4 separate regions of the Mus musculus genome follow, and all the other regions are linked to region 3. The links are chromatin contacts, called in public Hi-C and HiChIP or PLAC-seq maps. All regions are on one chromosome and are shown on one strand. Each heading gives the region's core, a stretch centred on a gene start, on an enhancer-like site or on the middle of the called end of the contact. The rest is flanking DNA. Distances are from core to core; before and after follow the strand shown. Region 1 has its middle 7.5 kb from the start of Gm40746. Region 2 overlaps Gm33782 (a long non-coding RNA gene). Region 3 overlaps Gm46240. Region 4 overlaps 4930459C07Rik (RIKEN cDNA 4930459C07 gene).

What was found. A called contact is a pair of places that touch in the nucleus more often than the background predicts. HiChIP or PLAC-seq counts read pairs in DNA pulled down with a chosen protein or histone mark.
Region 1: a contact with region 3 is called in a Hi-C map of bone marrow-derived macrophages, with 16 read pairs. The contact joins two enhancer-like sites. A contact is called at or near these places in 1 of 484 Hi-C or Micro-C datasets (bone marrow-derived macrophages) and 2 of 115 datasets of contacts at active chromatin or transcription factors (bone marrow-derived macrophages and pancreatic cancer cells).
Region 2: an H3K27ac HiChIP or PLAC-seq map of microglia shows a contact between it and region 3, with 6 times the contacts expected there. The contact joins two enhancer-like sites. A contact is called at or near these places in 1 of 15 datasets of contacts at CTCF or cohesin (the NIH/3T3 cell line), 1 of 484 Hi-C or Micro-C datasets (bone marrow-derived macrophages) and 3 of 115 datasets of contacts at active chromatin or transcription factors (bone marrow-derived dendritic cells, microglia and neural progenitor cells).
Region 4: a Hi-C map of bone marrow-derived macrophages shows a contact between it and region 3, with 11 read pairs. The contact joins two enhancer-like sites. A contact is called at or near these places in 1 of 39 promoter capture datasets (the C10 cell line), 3 of 484 Hi-C or Micro-C datasets (bone marrow-derived macrophages and liver), 1 of 115 datasets of contacts at active chromatin or transcription factors (liver) and 1 of 9 other capture datasets (embryonic stem cells).

What each region holds. Positions count from the first base shown.
Region 1 is chr10:96,186,407-96,190,422 of GRCm38.p6, reverse strand. No RefSeq gene overlaps it. Among named protein-coding and RNA genes, the nearest start is that of Gm40746, 7.5 kb to the right of the region's middle. Within about 2 kb of position 2,097, at least 84 of the 459 cell types and tissues checked have an H3K27ac peak or open chromatin away from gene starts, as enhancers often do. A contact at or near this core is called in bone marrow-derived macrophages, where this site is marked.
Region 2 is chr10:96,336,337-96,340,609 of GRCm38.p6, reverse strand. The region is part of intron 2 of Gm33782 (a long non-coding RNA gene); the gene reads right to left. Among named protein-coding and RNA genes, the nearest start is that of Gm33782, 29 kb to the right of the region's middle. Within about 2 kb of position 2,384, at least 107 of the 459 cell types and tissues checked have an H3K27ac peak or open chromatin away from gene starts, as enhancers often do. A contact at or near this core is called in bone marrow-derived dendritic cells, bone marrow-derived macrophages and microglia, where this site is marked.
Region 3 is chr10:96,908,006-96,912,172 of GRCm38.p6, reverse strand. The region is part of intron 1 of Gm46240; the gene reads right to left. Among named protein-coding and RNA genes, the nearest start is that of Gm46240, 8.8 kb to the right of the region's middle. Within about 2 kb of position 2,287, at least 12 of the 459 cell types and tissues checked have an H3K27ac peak or open chromatin away from gene starts, as enhancers often do. A contact at or near this core is called in bone marrow-derived dendritic cells, bone marrow-derived macrophages and microglia, where this site is marked.
Region 4 is chr10:96,237,618-96,241,839 of GRCm38.p6, reverse strand. The region is part of intron 1 of 4930459C07Rik (RIKEN cDNA 4930459C07 gene); the gene reads right to left. The region is part of intron 2 of Gm40747 (a long non-coding RNA gene); the gene reads left to right. Among named protein-coding and RNA genes, the nearest start is that of 4930459C07Rik, 14 kb to the right of the region's middle. Within about 2 kb of position 2,704, at least 78 of the 459 cell types and tissues checked have an H3K27ac peak or open chromatin away from gene starts, as enhancers often do. A contact at or near this core is called in bone marrow-derived macrophages, where this site is marked.

The DNA of each region.
Region 1 (4,016 bases), core at 848-3,347, 720 kb after region 3:
TGGATAACACTTTTGGCCCAGTGCTATCAGGCAGTTTTTCAGACTATTGTTGGAACAAAAGAAGGTCAAGTTTTATTCTTTTCTCCTGCTGGGACACAAAGAGTTGGTCTCAACTTTTCTTTTAAAGGAAGGAGAAGAACGCATTCTTAAATCAAGGCTACCCTGGAGCCCTAGGGCAATCCCAGCACTCCTTAACTACAGGGACTGGTTTGTGGACAAACTCTTCTGCCCTTTGAAATTGATTCCCAGTCTTCTTGGTCCTGCTGCCCAGCTAACGAGGTTCTTTTGAATGTAAATGAGTCGTAGTCAAGACATTTCATCTCCCCTCTATTGGTAATAACAAACGGGGCTTCTTGTGTTATCCTTTGTGGAGCTTTGTGAAGTTCAGTAGTGATGGAGTAAGTTCCCTTCTGTAAAATATATATGTATTGTATAAATATATTAGGTTTAGTGTCCTTCCTCCATTGTCTCCATCAAGTTCTTTTGTTTAAAAAATAAAAGCAAAAATTTAAAAGTATAGATGAATTGAAGCCATCTTAGACCAGATGCTAAGTTGGAAACAAATTCAAAGACTTGGGATATTAAATAAATGTGTCTTGTTTGAAAACAGCGGTGGCATGTTTTAGGCCCAATTCTGACAGTACACAGGTCAGCAAAGACCTGTCAGAGCTTTGGGCGCAAACTTTAATTGCCATCTACTGAGGTTTTATCTTTTTCTATGTATTGAATGCTAGTACTGGCCCCCCGAGACCTGGTGGCCTCAGCTAAGAGAGAATACACAAAGTGATGGTACGTGACCTTGCTCTTTAATGATTACTGACTTGAAGACTGTGAGTTGACTGATATGGGTGCTGGGAATCAAACCTGGGTCCTCTGCACCAAGTGCTCCTAACTGCTAAGACATCACTTCAGCCCCTAAGGCAGGGATTCTCCGCTTGTGACTCCTTTTTACCAGAGAGATTTTGATGGAACATCAGATGGAGAAGCATATAAAATAAGTATACAAATGAAACACTACTAATAAATCATATTGAGATTAATTTTTAAAAACTTTGTATGCGTACAATCTATCATTTACTAAAGACAAAAGTCTATTTGCATACCAATGAGAGATGTGCTTGTTTCTTTTGCATAAAAAATTAAATCTTCTGACTATTTTACATTCAGAACATAGAGCACTTTCAGTTTTTCAAAGTAGATCAATATTTTGATTGGGGACTGGACAGGGATTGAACATTTGCTCCAAACAAAGCTAACAGTAAAGGGGACTGGACACTTAGAGACGGTGTTCTGAGAAATAAATTTATATTTATATAGCCATCAATGTTAAGAGTGCCATTTGGCATAAATAGGTAGTACAAACTGTCAGAAGTGTGCTTAGGAGCATTTAGAAATTGTTGGAAATTCTATCCTAATTGTAAGCCAAAATTCACTGGACAATTTTTGCAAGACTCAAAGAAAGAGGAAGAGAGAATAAGGCTGAGTCACTTGCATATTTTATTTTGCTCAAAATTTTCTCAGAACAACCATGATTATATCTGTATATACATAAAGTAAAATAAACAGAGTATAAGCGCAGCAGTGATGTATGTCACAAGCATTGTCTAATCAGAGTAAACTTGAAAATGACTCAATGACAACAAAATTTCAGGATCTAGAAGCACCCATTGGTCTAAGAGACTAATAACAAATACTTTGTTGTAGTCTGCAGCAACCTATAGCAAACACTTCGTTGTAGTGTGCAGCAACCTATAGCAAACTATAGCCACCTGCATACAGCCACGTTCAACACCCAGTCTAAGTCTGACTGTCTCGGAAAGAAGAGCCTCCTACTACATCTCTGCGTACGTCTGGAGGTAATAAAACACGTCCAAACGTTGCTCTATTCTCTATTGCAGCTTTGACTTATCTGTCATAATTCTCCACTTTGGGCTTAAAGACAATTGATTTTTTTTTTCCCTGTGTGGGCCCTTCCAGGATTTTGACTCCAATTGCTGGCAAAAGTGAGCTTTAGCTTCTCCAAAGTAAACATCTCTCTGTCCTCCAGCCGCCGTCCGTATGTGATGTTGAAAGAATGGCAGGAAATCAATGAGTCATGGTGGGGACTGGACAGGGATAGGACGTGCACTCCAAACAAAACTAACAGTAAAGGGGGCTGGACACTTTGAGATGGTGTTCTGAGAAACAAAGCCAAGATTTCAAGAAAAAGCAAGTACTTTACACAGGAAGGGAACTGAGCATCGTCTACACAGAGGGAAGAGTCTCATTGGGGATGGAGAAGAAGAAGACAGGATTGGATGCAGTACCCAGGCAGAGAGCAGCTAAGCCAAACAGAAGGGTGACAAAGTAGAGAAGTTGGGGGCGAGGGGAATAGAAAACTCAATTACAGCAGTCTTTCCCAGATGAACTGATTACCTATTGTGGTGAAGGGAGTTAGGAAACATGTTGTACCTTGTATTGCTGAGTTGGGAAGGAGCATTAAAAATACCAGTGGGGCTGGCAAGGTGGATCAATGGGTAAGGCACTCAAATCCAAACCCTTAGAATGCAGGTAAATCTGACCACCACGGTCTATAATCCCAATATCCCCACAGCAAGATGAGAGTCAGAGCAAGGAAAATCCTGCCCTCCCAAAAGCTTGCATACCAGATACCCTAGCAACATATATTGGCAGACAGAGACCCAACCTCCAGCTGTGAAAAACGAAGATGGACCCCTTACACATGCTCTGGTGCCTACACAAGAAAACACACACACACACACACACACACACACACACACACACACACACACCCCTTATCAAAATGGCCACAAAGGAAACGGAAGAGAGAGGCAGTGGGAGCTAAGTCCAGGCTTTTGTGGTAGCTGAATGTAGAAGAACGGTGCGGGCCTCCTGACAACACTGAGCATCTCAGTGTTTGCTTCACACGTTTTTCCTTTACCCTGCCACCTGATATATGGCCAGAGCAATTACAGGATTGCTTGTTGTTGACTGACCTATAAGGCCTATTTGCAGAGCACAGTAGTGGCTCTTTGTCCCCATTTCCAAGGGTATGTGCACCTTGGTGTGTACAGATCTACAAGGCCCTGGCCCGGTAGAGACCTCCACTCTGGGCATTTATTAAAGAGTCACAATACCTTCCCAGATTGCCTGAGTTATTACAAAAACCCAGCACCCCATGGTGTGAACTGTCTGACCTGTTCAGTCAGTCCCAACAGAAAATACATTCAAAGTGTTACATTTTCTTGTTTTAAAATTTTCCTATTTCCCATGACATTTTTTGTGAGCTCACTGTAAACATAGCTCTGTGTGTTTTCCCTTCCACCCTCTGAAAATGTGTGTTGTGTGAAATATTAAAAAAGCAATCCACGCTATGCTGGCAGGGCACTAGTGGGAAGACTGGCCTGTTCTCATCTCAGCAGACTCTCTAATCTGAAGCTCTGAAATCTCTCCACCTGGCTTACTAAATTCCCATGGTGGGTCATTGCCACGCCAGCCCATGATTCCAAATTCCCACGGCTTTTTGGGGTGCACTTCTTGCAAACCCATGCTTTGCCATGGTACCTTTCTCTCTGGAACCTTGCTGAGTCGCTGCATAAAGGAAAACACCAAACAATCTTGGTTTAGAATTACCGGGTAACTCAATCGCTGGAGTAACAACTAGCATCCTAATTTGTAAGCCATTCTATGTTAAATCCTCTGGCAAAGGATCCCAATGTATCCGCCACCTAAACCGTGTCCTCCTTCACCTACTTTTTTGCCCCATGAGCCAACCCACCAGCCAGGCTTCGGCTTTCCAACTCAGAAGTCCCGCCTACTCCTCGCCCAGTGATTGGTCCCCTGAAATCTTTATTCATTAGGGGAAGATTCTTCTGAAGTCACCTGCTTAGTGATTCCCTCCTCCTCCCAGGTAGTAACTCTTGGGAAAGCGCAATTAGCATTAAAATACAAACAGCACTAGGGGTTGCCCATAACAACTGTGGGAGTTTTTTGTTGTTTTGGTTTTTAAATCAAAA
Region 2 (4,273 bases), core at 1,135-3,634, 570 kb after region 3:
GAAGAAGAAGAAATGAGATGAGTGGTTATGGTTAGTTTAACACAGGGTAATAGAGAAGACTGTTCTAAGCATTATTTTTTTTGCACTGTTATTGATTCTATGTGTCCCCTTCATATTCATGTGTCAAAGCCTTCAAATCCAAATGTAATGGTAGTTGAAGGCAGGATCTGTGGGGGATAATTAGGTTTAAATGGGGTTAGTAGGGAAGAAGATTAATGAGATTAATATTAATGCCTTTATTCTGAAAAAGAAGCACCTCCCTTCTACCCGTTTCTCTCCCTTCCTTCTCTACCAATTGCTCCCTCATCTTTCACTCTGTACCTATGGGAAAAGGTGAGGACAAAACTAGGCAGGGAGCTCTCGCCAAGAAACCAGCCATGCTAGCACGCTTCTCTAGAACTATAATATACAGGGACGTGTGATTTTAAACCACCCAGTCCACGGCATTTTGTTATAGTAACCTGAACCAATAAGCATTCTTCCCCTTACCCAGTTCTCAGGGTACAGTTTAGGGTGGGGGTATCATGCAATACTAATAGGCAATTCCTTTCCAAGAAAAGACCACAAGATAATGATGGACTGATGTCATGCGCAGGAAGCCTTTAGACTAGAAAAGAAAACAATGTCCAACAGGAAGTTGACACCCTTTCTTAACAGGCATTAGCAAAGATCTGATTCCCATGGGTAAGGTGAGAAGGAGTTAGAAGAAAATTGCACCAGATACATTTGGGTGATGGAAGCCAGTCATTAGAGTAATCTTATAGCTGTAAAAGAGAGAGAAGACAGAAAGACCAGTTCTCCTGTGAAACCTGAAAAATACATGCATATATATATATATATATATATATATATATATATATATATACACACACATACAATACACATACACATACATATACATATACACAGATCTTTCTGGAATGTTCCTATAAAGGCTCCATTTGTCTTTGATGTGCTCTTCTATAAGTGATTGAATCAAAAGAACTCTGACTCCATTGATGGCTTGATGATTGATGGAGTTATAACCTAAACACACCACTTTGAGGTGGAGACTCAAGATGTGGGGTGTACCTGGAGGAGGTGGGTCTGTGGGATTTGGCATCTTGTCTCTAACCCCTCTCATCTCTCTGCTTCCTGTCAACCATGAAGAGAACAGCTTCACTTCTATACACGCTTCTTGCCATGTGTTCTTTCTTACCATGGCCCATGAACAGTGGAGCCGAGTAACTTTGGACTGAATCCTCCTGTACTGTGAGTCCAAAATAAATCTGTTTTAACCTGTTTATCATACATATTTTGTCCTAGTGATATATTAACAATGTAGAGGGCACCAATACCATGCCATGTACAGAGTATTGTCCCTTCTAAGTTGTTGATTAGAACCAGGTGGAGACTACACAATGCAGGTGTCCATGACCAGAAGAGGATTTGCCTTGACCGTAATGTCACTTGGGCTTCAGGGTAATTCTTGAATGGGTTTCTTGCTGTGCAGAGAGACACAACCATTATATAGTGTTTTGTGCTAGTGTTCTGTTTCTGGGTAGAGACACTATGACCAGGGCATCTCTGACAAATTCAGGCAAGCCATCTTACTTGCTTATAAACTGGTTAGGACTACACAGAAATACTTAAGGCAAGGTCTGATTGCAGATGTGGCATGCATCTAGCTCACTTTCACGGAGGGCAAAAGAGGACCAATTTGGATAATCAAGTGTGCTGAGGTCAGGCCAAGCTGACTCCTCTCACCTCCTCTGGAGCCCTTCTCATGACACATGTCTCTCTTTTGAAAATGAGGTGAGGGTTGCGTAACTGAATTCTTGAATAAGGTCAGTTATAAACATCACAGTCACCATCTCTTGTGTGAGTCAGAAACTGCTAGTCTGGACTTGCTATCAGAAGACACAGACTGAGAGAGAAGGGTTGTACTTTTTTTTTTAACCCATCAGAAAGCCAGAAATGATATAACATTTACAGAAGGTCAGATAGTTAAGTTTCCACCTGGCATAGGCTGTTCATGAGCTGCTTTTGAAGTTCTGGCTTCTTGATAAAGGGCTAAAAACACAGGAAAATAAAATTCCTTATGGTATGCTTTTTGCATAGGTGTGTGCACAGGAGACCAGACCATAGAAACAGTCTAAGAAGGTTCTACCATTTGTCCCAATCATGTGTAAGGAAGACAAACAAAAGGTGTTGAACCCTCCTCGACACCCTCCTCGACACTAGAAGTGTTCCTTTGGGAAACAAGAGTCAATATTTGAACTTAAAACAAACAGCCCTAAGTTCAAGGAACTCAAGAAATTTCTCAATTGCCCACTCATTCCTGGTATGTCATACACACAGCAAAGATGACTGTAGTCACCACAAACAGGAACTATGTACATGGCTGGGGAAAGGTCAGCCGATTAGATGTGTTTGGCATCAAGGCTCCTGGCACAACCACCACAAGCTGACCAGTCATAGCAGAGGAACAATATGGGAATCTTTGTTTGAGTGAACTACAATCCACAAGCATCGAACACAGGTGATTCAAAGCACACATTCAACTCTCTTGGAGGGTGAAACTTGGGAGAAGGAAGTCCACTTCACCAGGCTACTAAGTAGGAAACATTCATGAATCACTCAGCACGTATCACAATCACCAAAGCCGATAGAGCACAGCTGTGTGTCAAGATGCCCATGCTGGACTCCCACACAGCCCGTTCTCCTCCAGGCTAGCTGACCTTCAGGCTCTGACTACAGGTCTTAAGGGGATTCTAGGTGTCTTCCAGACTCTGGTACCTTTCATATCCCCTTTGAGCCAATGTCCCACATTTAAAGCCTTTCCCTTCTCCCTCACCTCCAGCTGCAGAATATGTTAGGATTAGCCTTTTTTTCAAAGTTCCTGCTGGGGTAAATTTCATGCGTCTATTTCCTCCCAACCCCCTGCCCCCAGCACATTCTCTTAATTAATTCAAAATTTCTCAAGTTTTTCTTAAAGGCCATAATTTATTCGGTTTCATAGACGTTTCTTTTTGACTCATTCTTCTCTCCAAACACCAGAGAGCCGCACGGATTCTGATATTTTTCCATAATTTCTAGCCCCGAATGACTCTGTGACTACAACGGAGCTTTTAAACATCGGTGAGTGGGGAGTGAGGATGTATAGGTGTTATTCATTCAGTCACTCATTCATTATTCATAAGCTCCTTACTGAATGCCTTCTAGTGCTTGGTTATTTTAAATCTACACAAAGTAATTCCAGTTCCGAGGAAACTCAATCTCAGGAAAGAGGAACATAATGCTTTTGGAACTCCATGCTGTCAGGTTTACAGTAAGCAGTGGCTCTCAGCATTAGCTGCACAGTAGAGCCAATCAGGCACTCTAAGCATAGACACCTACTCCAACTAAGACAAAGGGAATAAAAATCTCTGAGCCGGGTTTAATGATCCCATGGATAGAGGGACTCTCTGTGGTCCTAAAGAGGTTCCTATCCTGATTAATAAAGTATCTGTCTTGGGGTTTCTATTGCTGCAATGAAACACCAAGACCAAAAAGCAGTTGGGTTTGCGGGGGGGGGGGGGTGATATTCAGCTTATAATTCTAGATCATTGTCCATCACTGGAGGAAGCCAAGATAAGAACTCAAGCAATGTCTGGAACCTGGAGGCAGGAGCTGATACAGAAGCAATGAAAAGGTACTGCTCACTGGCTTTCTTTCCCTGGCTTTCTTTCTTTTCTTTTCTTTCTTTCTTTTTTTTTTTTTTTTACGGAGACAGGGTTTCTCCGTAGCCCTGGCTGTCCTGGAACTCACTTTGTAGACCAGGCTGACCTCGAACTTAGAAATCTGCCTGCCTCTGCCTTCCAAGTGTTGGGATTAAAGGCCTGTGCCACCACGCCTGGTGCTCAGCCTGCTTTCTTATAGAATCCAAGACCACCAACCCATGGATGACACACCCACAATGCGCTAGGCCCTCCCTCATTGATCACTAATTGAAAAAAAAAATGCCTTATAGCTGGTTCTCATGGAGGCATTTCATCAACCGAGGCACTTACATCTCTGATGACTCTAACTTGTGTCAGGGTGACACATAACACCAGCCAGTACAGTATTCAGGGATCCAAGGAAAGATGATCTATGAGCCGAATCTTAACAGATGGCTTTCTCAGTGAGGGTGTGGGAAACATATCCTAAGCAGGAAGGCCTGGGGTGAGTTTATAGAACATCCTGAGATGCTGGGTCAGGTTTAGAGAGCTGGAGCATGTGGACTTCATGTCTCTAGTGAACAGCAGTCCTA
Region 3 (4,167 bases), core at 1,038-3,537:
CGCGGTAACAGAAAGAAGAAGAGGAAACAGTCAATCCTTAAGGGTAGTAAAATTTCACAGATGCTAATGTAGAAAGCAAAGTTTGAGGAAGAGTAGAGCCATTTATATGGCCAGATGCTCCCTCGAGGTTATAGATAGGTTTATTTTTCCATTCTTTGAAGCATACTCCACATAAATGTGTTATTATATTTTCCACGAGTCTCTACAGCACACAAAATATAATAATGAGCCACTTTTTACTCCAATCTCTCCTAAATGTGGCATATCTCATTACATAGAACTTGTAGGATTTTGATACCCATTTGTCATCACCGCCAGCATCCATTGTATAGTGATTTAAATTTTGCAAACAAACCTAACAGCTGGTGAGGGCATTGCTGCTTATATTGCAGAGCTGTGCCATCTGTTTAGCTGGTGCAATTTGCAAGATTTCTTAGATAGCATATTTCATGATTATTTCATAAGAGGCACCCATGATAAATCCTCTGAGCTGCATCCTTGGAGAAATCAAAAGTAGCATTTATTATAGATTTGAAAATGGTGGTATCCTAGGAGATGATATAGCTGTATATCCCCAGAATTAAAAAGAACAATGTCTCATGTAAATGTCTATACCATACAGACAGAAGTCTTGATGTTGACAGCGGCTGTCATAAAACCCTACAGACAGAATTATTCAGATTTGAGGTCTCTGAGCCCAGCTGACACTAACTGGTGAACCATTCCCTTGGGTTCCTCAATATTTCCTGTCCCCTGCTCCTTCAGAGCCTGCTCTGTAAATCCCTGACTTAATGCCTCTGCCCTCACTGTAAGGAGCAGAGCCACCCTGAGCAATTATGTACACTTGCCCATGGGCAAGGACTTGAAGCATTGGATCCATAGAGATTTAGTCAAACCATTCCCCATATGGGCTAGGCTTAAAGGCACACCAAAACTTTCCCTGGGTGTTCAAGTTCAAGTGTTTATAGATCAGTAGATACATAAACTAGCAACTACAGCCCCCTCCTCCTCCAGCATATTTACAGTCTGAAACAGCTTACCTACAGAAACTTCCTACCAAGACTAAGCCCCAACTCATACCCCTTTGCTGCACTCAAAATATACCGAGGTTCTGAGTTCATAGCAGTAGTAAGTCCCATTCAGACCAAATGCATACACTCCAAGGGACCTCAGTCTTTCTGTATATGTCTCGGTGTGGCTATCCATTCTTCATTCCTTCACCAACGCTAAATCATGGTTTCAGGACTCAAGCTGTGCTGGTTGTGATATCTTCACCACTCCTGGTGAATGGAATTTTCTGGTCCAACAGTGGTGAGATGACTCAGTTGCTAAAGTACTTGGGGAAGTGGAAATAGGATCCCCCGGGGCTTAATGTACACCTAGTCTAATAGAATCAGTGAGCACTAGATACCACAGAAACCCTGCCTCAAAACTAAATAACCAGTTGGGTGGTAGTGGCACACACCTTTAATCTCAGCACTTGAGAAGCAGAGGCAGGCAGATTTTTGAATTTGAGGCCAGCCTGGTCTACAAAGTGAGTTCCAGGACAGCCAGGGCTATACAGAGAAACCCTGTCTCAAAAATAAATAAATAAAATAAATAAATAAATAAATAACCAAATGGAAAAATAAATAATGATTAAGTAAGGTGGACCATAATTGAGGAAGACACCTAATGTTGACCTCTGACCTCTATGCACACATGTGCACATGTACATATACACACAAAAATGGGAGAGCACAAAAGAGTTCCTTCTTGGTCTCTGTATTCTTATAGTGTGTTGTACTTACTTGCATCCTTCTGGAGGATTTATTTATTATCTTTTATAATTTATTTTTGTTATTTTTCAGTGTGTGTGTGTATGAGTCTATCTGTCTCTGTGTGTGTGTATCTGTGTCTTTGTCTCTGTCTGTCTCTGTCTCTCTGCCTGTCTCTCTGTCTCTGTCTCTGTCTCTCTCTCTCTCTCTCTCTCTCTCTTCCTCTCTCTCTTTCTCCTCCATCCACTGAATTTCCCTTTAGAGACCTTGTCTCATTTGTTCCTCTTTCTGTTCCTTTTCTTGCCTTCTTCCCCTTTCTTTGTCTTCCTATAAACCTCCCCGTTTCTCTGTCTCAAAGATCACTCCTAACAAGTATATGCATACTTAAGTGCATATGGATGGATATACCTTTCCAGACTTAAGGAGTATGTCCTTCTCTGTGACCCACAGTCTCTCCTCTCCATTCACCTCTTTACTGTCAAGCTTCTGCAAGATTCCCAACATATTTGTTAGCTCTGCTTGCTTAATAAGCACTCTGAAGCTCACCCTGCTGTGATCTGGTTTTTGTCCTCTGACTCCACCAGAAGGAATCTTGCAAACATCATCAAGGACATTTTTATTTCCAAGGATAATAGATGATTCCAAATTGCTATTTGATGTGACTGGGGGTTGCATTTGGCCCATCTGATTCTGTCCCTGTGCCTCTGTGTCTCTGTATCTCTCTCTCTCTCTGTGTATCTCTCTGCCTATCTCTCCCCCTCTCTCTGTCTCTCTCTCTCTTACACACACACTCACACAAACACACAGACACACAAATTGAGAATGTTTAACTCTACCTATGAAACAACATGACACATTGGAACTCATCGATGTCAGACCCTCTAGGTTTCCGTTCAGTTTGGTTTTCTTCCCCAGCCTTTGTTAGACTGCTATGTAAATGTTGGCGTATCCAGAACAAACTTGCAAATTCTTTTTCATGCTTCTAACAGAACTGCCAGTACGTTCAAACTTGGTCAGTCACAACTACTGCATTGTGTTCATAATTGCATTTCACAGAAGCCCTGAAACACTAAAGTTCAGTTCTCTAGCCCTGAGGACCTATAAAAAAGAATCAATGTAGTGAAAAAATAAATGTAACAACAACAACAACAACAAAACAACAACAATAATAATAATGATAATAGAATAAGTGTGGTGTCTGTAATTGATGATGTAGGTTTAAACATTGTCTATGTCATTAAGATGTGCTGCTTCTCAGGCTCTCCAACCAAGGCCACTGGTTGCTAACTGTAAAGAAAGTACCTTGCACTGTCAGGATGGTAGTTAACCCACATGTAGCTTGTTGTTGTTGACATTTGGACTAATGTAAACAGAGAGAAGTGACATGGGCTGGGTCAAAGAAGCCTGACCATCCAGAGCTGTCCATGTCATGGCAAGATGCTCTTTCATGCTTTGAAGACAAAGAAAAAATCAAGGACATAGTAGAAAGTCAAATGGCAGGCCTCATAGGAAGAAATCTGAATCATCCAACCTCATCTGGGGTACAGAGAATAGCTTTCACGAAATTCGGATGAAGATAACCAGGTCAGAACCTTGAAAGATTCTAGGGGGAAGATTTTAGGGGGAAGTTGTATAACCAGAATAATTGAGATAATTGAAAACTTAAGCTTACTAATTTCAGTGGGTCTCTCAGTGCCATTTAGACATCTAACCATATCTCTCCAAAAAGATTCAAATTTTACATTCTACAAGATACCTGGTCAATAAGCTCTTTCTTTTTCTCCCAACAGAAGCTGCAGCCTGTTCATCCATATCTATCCTGTTGTTTTTGTTAATGAAACTATAGAATTAATGTCCTATTCCTCCTATTCACTAGTCCCTCTCTCTGCACTGCACACACAATACCTTAATGAGTTGTTTTAGTTTGCTCATTTATGATTCAGTTGTCTCTTTTCCTTACTAGATTTTTTAAAATTAGCATTTAACAAATCTAGTGATTCTAGTAACCTTTTAAAACAAGGGGATATGTCATCTTTTCCCTTGCATATTCTCAGACAAATGACTCAAAAGTTTTTCAAGCCTACCCTTTTACGAATTCTTACCCTCTTCCACTCTGATGACTCTCAATTGTCCAGTCAGAATGGCCAACCTGGTGCTGAAGATAAGGACTGGTTGTGAGGCATGTTAGATTTCTCGGCAGTATTCAATTTTTCTAACCAGAGGTGCCCTTCCGCCTGTTCTCATAGCACATACTTTAGGCGACCTGTCTTGTATGAACTTTCCTCTTGCTTCCATGGTTTCCTTGTCATTCAGCCTTACCAACTTTACCTCTAATTACTGATGACATCATTTACATGAGCCTTAAAGAGAGACTATGACATTGTCAAACTTTCAAGGAAAACTCACTTTC
Region 4 (4,222 bases), core at 1,455-3,954, 670 kb after region 3:
CTTTTTCATTGTGGAGAAAGGAGAGGTCTCTCTGGGGTCATTGATACCACTCATGAATACATAAGTTACTTTTTGTTGCTGGGATAAAATACCATAACCAAACCCATTTACAGAAGAAAGAGCTTGTTTGGTTTATGATACTAAAGAGATAAGAGACCATCTCAGCAGAAAGTTATAGCATCAAGAACTAGGCATGATATCAGGAAGATGGTTCAATGCTCACATATTGAAATGCAAGCAAGAAGCAAAGAGAGTGCCACCTGAAATTAACTCAAAGCTTTATACTCTCAGAGCCCACTGTCAGGGACATGCATCCTCCAGCAATGGGATGTCTTTCAACTGCATGTTGTTGGCTACTGCTAGGAAATTACTATTCTATTTTTCCTTGCTGCTTGTCATTGCAGCTGATTGAATTGATTTACATCATTTTCCCCACATATTAAATAAGCATGCAATGGGAGATCCATGAAAGGCCTTGGCTTCTATTCCCTTTGAGTTCCTGTGTGGCTTTTTGAGTCCTGTTTCACTGTCCTATGAACCCACTACCCTGTGGATTCTTAAAGCAAAAAGACAGTCTGTCTACTACTAATACTACTTCCTTGCAGTATGTCCTTATCTGCCATAAAATCTCTGGGAGGCACTGTCTCTCCCTACCCAGCAGAAACAGCTCATTTCCTTGTCAGAGTCTTGAGAAATGTTTCCTAATTCTTCCCAAATGCTATATCTGAGTGCTTTTGTAGCTCCTACATTCTAGTGACCCCACCTCAATAGACAAAGATCTAGATCGCAACAATCTCCTTTGTCCTAGAACCATTCCAATTCCCCAGTTCCCAAAGAGTCAGGAGACATAGCTGGGTATCAGGCCCACAACCTTCTCCTCATGCATAGTGTGAACAGATGTCTTGTTCCCACCTGGAGCCCATCTTTCTCTATTCCTTCTGCATCCAACACATTGGAAAGAGTTTGCCACTGTACTCAGCTTCCTGGGAGGTTCCCCCACAGATGAGAGCTTGGGTGTCATGTTAGATAAAAGTCGCTTCCATCTGCTGGCCTAAGTTATATTGCTGGTTGTATATTTACCATTTTCTTACGTAACTGCAAGTGTCAATCATTTCTCCTTGTGGTTTCCTCTGTCATTTCAAAGTTTAAAAAAAAAAAAGATCATGGCCTCTCCGAAGAGTTGATAATAACATGTTTTCCTCCGTGTTTCTAGTGAGCTAATATTTCAGCCTTCTGAAGTTTATTTTGATCACCAGTTATTAACTTGTGGTATTTAGTTGAATTTTTCAAAACAATAAAAAATTAGAATATTAAATAATATATACTAAATAGTTTCTTATTACTTTTTATAAAATATCCTGTGATTCTGTGTGTGTGTGTGTGTGTGTGTGGTGAGTGAGCACAAGCATTCTCATTCCCAGGGAGGTGTATCTCAATGGAGGCCAGAGGAAGGCATCAAGCACCCTGTTTTGTTGTCCTCTGCCTTATTTACCAGGCTGGTGGCCAGCAAGCCCCAGTGACCCTCTTGTTTTCTGTCCTCCCAGACACTTGGGATTATAGGTGCACATGTGACTGCATCTACTATTTTATATGGATTCTAGGGTTTAAGTCCAGTTTTCATACTTTCACAGAAAGAGCTCTTCCTGACTGAGCCATCACCCTAGCCTTCATATCTGCCTGGTTCCTACAGAGTCATTCATTAGGATTGGTCCTGGACTCACTTCTAATACCAAGGTCTTCAGATGATCCACTCCTTTGCCAGACACTATGTCTCCATGTAACCAGTAGGAGCCTGTATGGAAATAAACACAGCCACCAATATGAGTCTTTCTGCCATGGTGAAATGAACCCTGAGTACTGAGCTACTTCTCCTTCAGCTTTGCCTCATCGTGAACAGACTGGAGGAGTTGAGACCTCCATTCTCTATCTTGTAAGCATAGTTTCAAGACAATGGCTTCCTCCAAAGGGGAGAGATGGGATGCTAGGACAGAGAAAGAAGGCATAGGGAAATGCAAAGTATTGATGCTATTCTGAACCTTGGGTTTGGGGTAGCTTCCTAGGAGAAGATTATTACTGCCTTTTGTAATGCATATGTATATATCTTATTTAGAATATATAACTTTGAATAAAATATAAATTAGAAATAATAAACAAAAACATTCTCAGTGCCAATTTTAAAAAAAATGCACAGGATCATTCAATTAATAATTTCTGTTCCCTTCACCTGGTCTCATTCTTACAATGACAGAAAAAGTACCTACCAAGCCCAAGCCAAGCCTCTCCCAGGGATTGCTGGGAATAAGTTCTGAGAGTTGGCAGATTTACTTAGAGCCCTTTCTTTGTGGTGGAAATGAACTGAAGCATCTTCCTTTAAGAGTTGGCCTTCCTTTTGTGAAAGCAAAGATGTGGGCAAATTTACAAAGAAGGCCATTTTCCTGCAGGTGCTTCCTACACACCGCAAAGGTCAAGAACGCAACTTAGTTCTTTTTCTAATATCCTAAGGGAACTAATGCAGTTCCTTGTACTTAGTAGGTGGACAACTAATTGCAAATCAATGTATGAATGAAGAAGTCTGGCCTCACAGTTTCCAGGAAAACTTGTAAATGTCACTCTTGAAATGGTAACATGATTCGCAACCTACTGAACGCTTCATAATGAACCACCCACAGACAGAGTTTAGTATGAATATCTCCTATGTTCCTCAAATCCTTTGTGACCTATGGACACAATTGTTAAATGTGAGTCATGATCTGGCCACGGCTCCCACACAATGGGTATTTTTAATGCTCCTGCATTTCCTGAAGTCAAGCTTTCAGGAAATGGTTTTTGCAATAATGACCTCACCCTCCCTGTATCCCCTTACCCCCACCACAGAATCCCAGAATAGCTGAACAGGTGTCCAAGTACCTAGAATTACCCAAGAAACTTCACAACCTACCTTCTGTTTTCTGTCAAAGTCACAAAGCTAACTTGTTCCTTAGAGCTCTAAAGGAATATGTCCATGAACCAGGCCTGCTCATATTTATGTGTTATTTATATCTAGATACAGTTTGTTCTTGATGCTGGCAGTATCTGCACAGAACTAAGCCAGTATAACAGTTAAAGTATAGGTTCCAGAATTCAACAGCCCATGGATCCAAATTACACAAGTGACATAAGTCTGTCACTGTGTATACGGCTTTAGGCAAATAATTTGGCCTTTCAGAGCCTCAACAGTCGCATCTGCAAAGTGGGAATATAGAAGCATTTCTTGGACTATGATGAAAAATCAGATAATAGAGCACATGTAAACCACTGGGCTCCTCTTCTGGCACACAGTAAGTGTGGAAGCTTGCCAGTTCTTACGGCTGTGTGGTTTCCCCATCTCTCAAGCCCTGTCATTCACTGGGACAATGTCAACCACATTGTGGTCACCGGGACTGCTTAGCATTCATGGGGGGGCAGGATGCCTTCAGAACCCTCAGCCCCAGTCCAGTCTGAGGAGCACTGTCTAACTACTCTTTTAGAATCAAAGCCCATAAGGAAGCCTACGTGTAAGAACTGAAGGAAGGTTATACTATCTGGGAACACTTCAGTTTCAAAGCAAGCAGAGACGTCCCCCCACATGAGTGGGAAGAGGGGCATTTGTAGTATGACCTAAGCCCCCTGGTAAAAGTCTTTATAGCATTAAACCATGTGGTAAAACTTAATTAGAAGGGATTATATTTTTCAGAGCTCTATTAACTTGGGAACCCAAAGGCAAAGAAGGTTATTAAATGGCCACCCGATTATGGGAAACAAAATCCTGCTAGTCAACCAGACCAGCTGACAAACTTCCCAAGGGCTTATCTGAGACCCTCCAAACAGCACAAGTAACTAACTACTAAGAGGCGAGATCTGACTCATCACAGTTGTCTTGGAAGTCAGACGGTAGTACCTTAGACATCAGGGCAGAGGTTGTGATTCATGCATCATGTCCTCAAGTCACCAACCATCAACTCAGTGGATGAGCACAAAGAAAGCTGTCCCAGAAGCCCCTAAGAATGACTTCACTACTCATTGTCACAGATCACAGAGTGCTATCCTCATGGCAAGGTTGAGAAACACGGCGGTAGTCATCATCTGGGCACTGGCAATCAGTGATCCACTAGTTGGCTCAGACTGAGGCAAAATTTTGGTGGGCATTTCATGAAAATAGACCCCTTGAGGTCTCCTGTTTCAGAAGATTGAGGATCAACAACAA